Regions from separate parts of the Mus musculus genome. Here region 1 is linked to region 2. A link is a contact called in public HiChIP or PLAC-seq data. All regions are on one chromosome and are shown on one strand. The core of a region is the stretch at or near the end of the contact, and the rest is flanking DNA. Distances in the headings are between cores, read along the strand shown. Region 1 overlaps Tmem132c (transmembrane protein 132C). Region 2 holds the start of Tmem132c (transmembrane protein 132C).

Evidence for each region. HiChIP or PLAC-seq counts read pairs in DNA pulled down with a chosen protein or histone mark.
Region 1: an H3K4me3 HiChIP or PLAC-seq map of stem cell-derived neural progenitor cells shows a contact between it and region 2, with 38 read pairs. The contact joins the enhancer-like site here to the promoter of Tmem132c in region 2. A contact is called at or near these places in 6 of 39 promoter capture datasets (cranial neural crest, embryonic stem cells, frontonasal cranial neural crest and 3 more), 2 of 484 Hi-C or Micro-C datasets (8-cell embryo and uterus), 7 of 115 datasets of contacts at active chromatin or transcription factors (craniofacial prominence, embryonic forebrain, embryonic limb bud and 4 more) and 2 of 9 other capture datasets (adipose tissue and embryonic stem cells).

The regions. Positions count from the first base shown.
Region 1 is chr5:127,405,238-127,407,937 of GRCm38.p6, forward strand. The region is part of intron 2 of Tmem132c (transmembrane protein 132C); the gene reads left to right. Among named protein-coding and RNA genes, the nearest start is that of Tmem132cos, 120 kb to the left of the region's middle. Within about 2 kb of position 1,279, at least 47 of the 459 cell types and tissues checked have an H3K27ac peak or open chromatin away from gene starts, as enhancers often do. A contact at or near this core is called in craniofacial prominence, neural tube and stem cell-derived neural progenitor cells, where this site is marked.
Region 2 is chr5:127,240,328-127,243,107 of GRCm38.p6, forward strand. Tmem132c (transmembrane protein 132C) reads left to right here and starts at 1,499. Exons shown (of 9, transcript NM_175432.3): 1 at 1,499-1,693. The coding sequence starts at 1,588.

The DNA of each region.
Region 1 (2,700 bases), core at 29-2,528, 160 kb after region 2:
AAAGCAACTAGGAAAATGACTAATACGGTAGTGTAACTCAGACTGTATGCACACAGGTTAGCAAGCAGTATCTTGCAACATTCATTTATGTATGCATCTGTCAGGTGGGTGTTACACATCTGCCCATACATACATGTGCGTGTGAGCATGTTTATATCTGAAAGCTTTCTCAAGTGCATATTTACTTTGGCACGGTGAACCGACCCTTTGTGTGTCTTCATGCATAACAAAAGGCAGCTTGAGACCAGCTGAGTTGACTTTTCAAGCTCACAAGAGGCCCACGAGCTCTATTGAAGGAACCCTGCTCTGAAACACCCCCCCTCCCCCGACACATACACACACACACACACACACACACACACACACATTCCAAGCAGAGCAGCTTCTAAGAGGCTGCAGTGAAGTGCACGTGGGCAAGATGCCAGGCTGGCACCCGGCCATGGATTTCAGTTTTGACAAATGGTGAGAATAGGAAGGGTCAGCCGCCAACGCCGAGAAAGGCTGCTGACCGTCCACTCTTCTGCTGTGATGGACGGGTTCTCCCTGGCAACTTCTGACCCACAACTACTGCCGTTACCCTCCCCTGTGACCTTCTGTAGTCTCAGGGCCGGCTTCAGCGGTGCCTACTGACCTCCCTGTGGTCTCCTGAGGCAGGCGCAGGAGGAACATCTAATGACTTGCTAGTCACCCGTCTTTCTAATATTCCTGGTGTTGGCCACTTCTAATTTGGAAGGAAAATGTGCGAGATGCCTAAGAAGAGACGGTCTAAATCAGGGCTGTGCTTTAGATGTGGGATGTCCCCAAAGGCTCCTGTGACTGAACAATTGGTCCCCAGCTGGTGGCTCTGTTCAAGAAGGTTGTGTGAGCTTTAGGTGGTAGAGAGACTCACTGGAGGAAACGGATTACTGAGAGCAAGCTTTGGGGTCTTATGCCTCAGTTCTACTTCCTGTTCCTGACTGGTGATGTCACGTGACCAGACACAGTCCTGGTGCACTGTGGTGCCTTGCCCTCCACATCAGGATGCATTCTCTCAAATTGTAAGCCAGAGCAAACCATCCTCCCTTAAGTCGCCTTTTGTCAGGTACTGGGACATGGCAACAATACAACAAGCACTCCTCCAAATCAGTCACGTTTGCAGAGCTGATCAGATCCCCCCCCCTCCCCCCCCCCTCCCGAGACCTGCCAGGGCCACAGAAGCTGAGCAGCCTGGAAGCAGCCATCTCTAGAGGCTAAGCTGAAGATTCAGTGCAGAAGGAATGCCTTTGAAGTTCCAGGGGCACATGGTCGGGTTACACTTCTTAGTGTAAACAACTCTAAAGTAAATACTCTCATCTCTGCAGGCCAAGGCGTCTTTGCTACGATTATCCCACTGTGCCACCAGCAATGCAAGGACATGAATATGCCGTGTTCTGGTAAATTTTTCAGTTACCACGATCACAAGGAGACTGGGCTGGGGGGGCGGGGGGCAATGGTTTGAGGACCTTTGACCTGAACATGGGCCTTCCCTAACTCTTCTGTTTTGCTGTGAGATCTCATGTAGCAGCAAACTCTATGAGCCAGGAGTTGTCAAGCTAGCTCAGTAGATTGGGGGGGGGGGGGGGTCCTGTGCAACACAAGGGTTTTAACAGCATCTCTGGCCTTTCCCAACTAAATGCTTGAAACATCTCTACTTCCCTTAGTTCTTTTTTAAAAGATTGATTGACTAATTGTGTGTGTGTGTGTGTGTGTGTGTGTGTGTGTGTGTGTACACCTGTGTAACTTTGAGTGTTCCTTCCCAGAGACCAGCAGAAGGCGTCAGATCCCCTGGAACTAGAGTTACAGGTTACTATAAAACTACCTGACTGGTGTGGATGCTGGCAACTGAACCCAGGTCCTCTCCAAGAGCCGAATGTGTTCTTAACATCAGATCCGTCTCTCCATTTTCCCCTCATTCTGACGTTCAAAGATATCAGCAGACACTTCAGCTTGCTCCAGGCCAGGTAGGGGAGGCGAATCCTCCTGTCAAGAGAGCCGACTTTCAACCCTCCCTCTATTGTTGCATTAGCTGCAGTGAGATTTGCTTGTAAATTTGAAGGTGTAGATGCCCCTGCTTCCAGCTGAAAGAAAAAAAAATTGCAGACAGGTCAGAATCTCAGGCTCTCGTCTTTTGAGCAAAAAAGGGAGGCTGTCAAGCCTGGTCTCAGGCCTGGAGCATAACTTTCAAAAAGAGTTTGAATATCAATATGGGAGATAAGAGTTTGAGATGGTCTCCTCTAGAGGGGTTTAAACTAGGAAAGGAGAGTTAAGTGGTGGCAGCATTGCAAAGCACAGTGTTGGATATACAGGGCCTGGGCCAGCTTGCCTAGGACAGTGGTTCTCACCCTGTGGGTAGTGACCCCTTTCGCAGGGGTCACATGTCAGATATCCTGCATGTCAGATAATTACAAGTATGGTTCATAACAGTATCAAAATTACATTTATGAAGTAACAATGAAAATAACGTGATGGTTGGGGGCTTCGCCACAACATGAGGAACTGTGTTAAAGGGTCACAGTGTTAGGAAAGGTTGAGAACTACTGGCCTAGGAGATGACCCCAACCCTAACCCTTTCCTGGCTGTGTTACCCTGGGACATTATTAGCCTCTCTGTGCTTAGGTCCTCTCCTCTGTAAAAACTTGAATATCCAATGCAGATTCCAGGCTTGTAGGGCCACGTTGAAGA
Region 2 (2,780 bases), core at 249-2,748:
TGTTCCTATTATTGAACGGGAGATAGTGGATGAAACAAACTCCATCCCTCAGTCTGAAATAACGGGCTGTTGCACATCTCCTTTGCTAAATATTTGAGTTTTTTTTAAAAAGTCATTCTCTAGAGACTTCCAGACTTAAAAAACAAAAAACAAACAAACAAATGATTAAGTCTGCCTTCCCCTCTTGGGGCTCATGTGACTTCGTTATTGCTTCCTAAGGATGTGTCTACCGTGGCTTAGTGAGCTGAACAGTAGGGCCTGCATCACCTAAATATAAAGTGGCTGCCTCCCTGGCCTGTGAGAGCCCAGTTGCGTTTTGGGTGCAAGCTAGTCTCCAAGGTCTGGGCTCCTTGGGCTGCTTCTGCCTTCTCCTGATCTGGGGGTTGGAAAGCTTGCTTCTTGCCCTGGTATTTCTTCTACAATCACTGTTTTTGAAAGCTTTTCCAAAGGATTGGTCAACAGGATTCTGTCAGCCCTGGTTGGGAGAGGGACCACTGAGCCTATGCAGCGTGAGGCTTAGAACAGGGTGGGGATCCCCAGGTTTGGAGAGCTAGTGGCAGATAGAGGCTCGCGCGTGCATCCTGAGAACCTTTCACTTGCAGACCCAAGAGGGTCTTTGTGCAGCACACTGCCCAGGCTCCTGGACCAGCAGATGAAACCCTAGGGCTGGTAAGCCTAAAGGGACATGGCTAGAACCTGGTGACCAGAAGGGAGTGCTGGGAAGTCAGGAGAAAATGGGTTCAGGGTGTGCAGAGAAACCGCTCTCACCGAGGCACATCTGAGGCATGTTTTTTTTTGGGGGGGGGGAGGGGGAGGTGGAGACATGGCGTCGCTGTTTTGTTTTAACCCTGCACAGTTGATTTTTTTTTTTTAAAGTACATTGGGTGAGAGACACAAAAGAGTCTCGCCTTTGCCACATGCCCCAGGCCGGTTTCTAAAGACAGTGGGGTTAGTCAGCGCGTTCCCAAGCGCAGTGCACGCGGAGCACACATCCGAACACATCCCACTGAATCCAATCTTTCGCTTAGATAGTTCCTCCACAGCTGCACGTGGCTTTGAAATCCAGTTGTCTCCAGCCCTCAGAAGAGGAGGACCTAATGTTGTAGATGGGGAACCGACGGCCCCGAGTGACCGTGAGGGGTGGGGGGAGCAAGTCGCAGGGAGCAAGGATCCAGCTCCATCCTGCGTGGTGAGCACCTGGGCAGAGCCGTCTTGCAGGACATGGTTGCGCGGAGGCAGGAGACTGCGAGGCGGCCGATCAGCAGCAGGAGGAGAGGGATTCGAGGTCTCTGAGTCTCTTCGTCCTCTCTCTGGGTCTCCCTCCCGAGGCCTGCGCTCCGGGAACCTCTCTGGCACACAAGCATCCTCCATCCATCCCTCTGGCCGCGAGCGGGGGCCGGAGGTGGGCGGATCCGGAGGGTGTAGTGGGCGGGCCCGAAGTGGGCGGTCCCGGGGGCGGGATCAGCAGGACCGCGGCTGCAACCCGAGAAAAGTTGTCCGGACCCGTTCAGGAGCAGCCGCCGGAGCCGGAGCGCTGCCGGGGGCGGCCCCGGGCATGGGGCAACCGGCGCGGTCCCGGGGCTGGCGATGGATGGCGTGACAGCGGCCACGATGCGCTCCGAGGGCGCGGCCCCGAGGCGGGCGGCGCGGTACGGGGCGCTGAGCCTGGTCCTAGCCACGCTACTGGGCCAAGGTAAGGCGGGCGCTGGCGGGGACCTCCAGGTCCCCTAGTAGGCTGCGGGAAAGCCGGGGCGAGGGTGGAGAGAGCGGCGCGAGATCCGGGTCCCATCTTAGAGCCTCCATCTACGGAAACAGCGGACACCAGCCTCAGCTTGGAGCATTAGAGTCAGTGCTAGGGATCCTCCGCGGCAGCCCACCTCGAAGCCCTACTGCCTCCCTCCAGGAGAGCGGGGGGGGGGGGGGGGCGTGGTTGCCGGACTCTGGGTCTGGGCTACACCTTGACTTCTACATTGGGCTACACACCCGGGACTCGGTGCAGCTGCGGGACGCGGGGAGGACCCTGGTTTCCCGCGGCCCCTTCCCCAGCTTTAGAGAAACCTGAGACTTTCCGCCCTACATTAGACCGAACGGTGGCATTGAAAGCATCGGACCGCTCTGGTTTCCAGCGACTCGCCGTTAGGCTCCCACTTCGGTCCTTTGCTCCGGGGGCCGTGGGAATCCGGACTCTGCAGGTTTCTGGAGACTTGTGCAAACCGGCTGACGCAGCCTGGCCAGAGCGCTCGCTGCTGCTTAAGGTCGCTAAGTCATATTATTACTCTTCTGTGAGCCCGGTCGGCGGCAGGCAGGACTGGAAGATCGGAGCCGCTGGCTTCAGGCATTTAGGGTCCGCGAGCTACGGGGTGCGGTCGCGGGGGCGCCCTGAAGGGGTTTTCGCGTGCGGTGGGTTAAGCCCGGATGTTCCCCGGAGTCCTGAGCCCTCCCGCAGCGAGGCGGGTTCAAGCTCAGCCTTTGACACGGACTGGACTGAGGATTCGCTCTAATCCGCCCCGCACAGATGTCGAGACCTCACTCCTGTCCGGGGTTCCAAGGATGGGCTGGAAATGTATCTGGGGAGACAAGTTGACAATTGGCGTTAAAAAGTAGAATTTGCTTTACAAAAGTCTCTACTCCACCATGTGAAACCAGGGGATGCCCCTTACTCGAGGAGCAATTCCCAGACAAACCTGCCATGTACGCTGTGCTTCCTTCCAGTGGGTCCTGTTTCCACAGAGCCCCGGGTAAACTGGGGTGGGGGGTGGGGGTGTTGGGAGTGGGCTTCC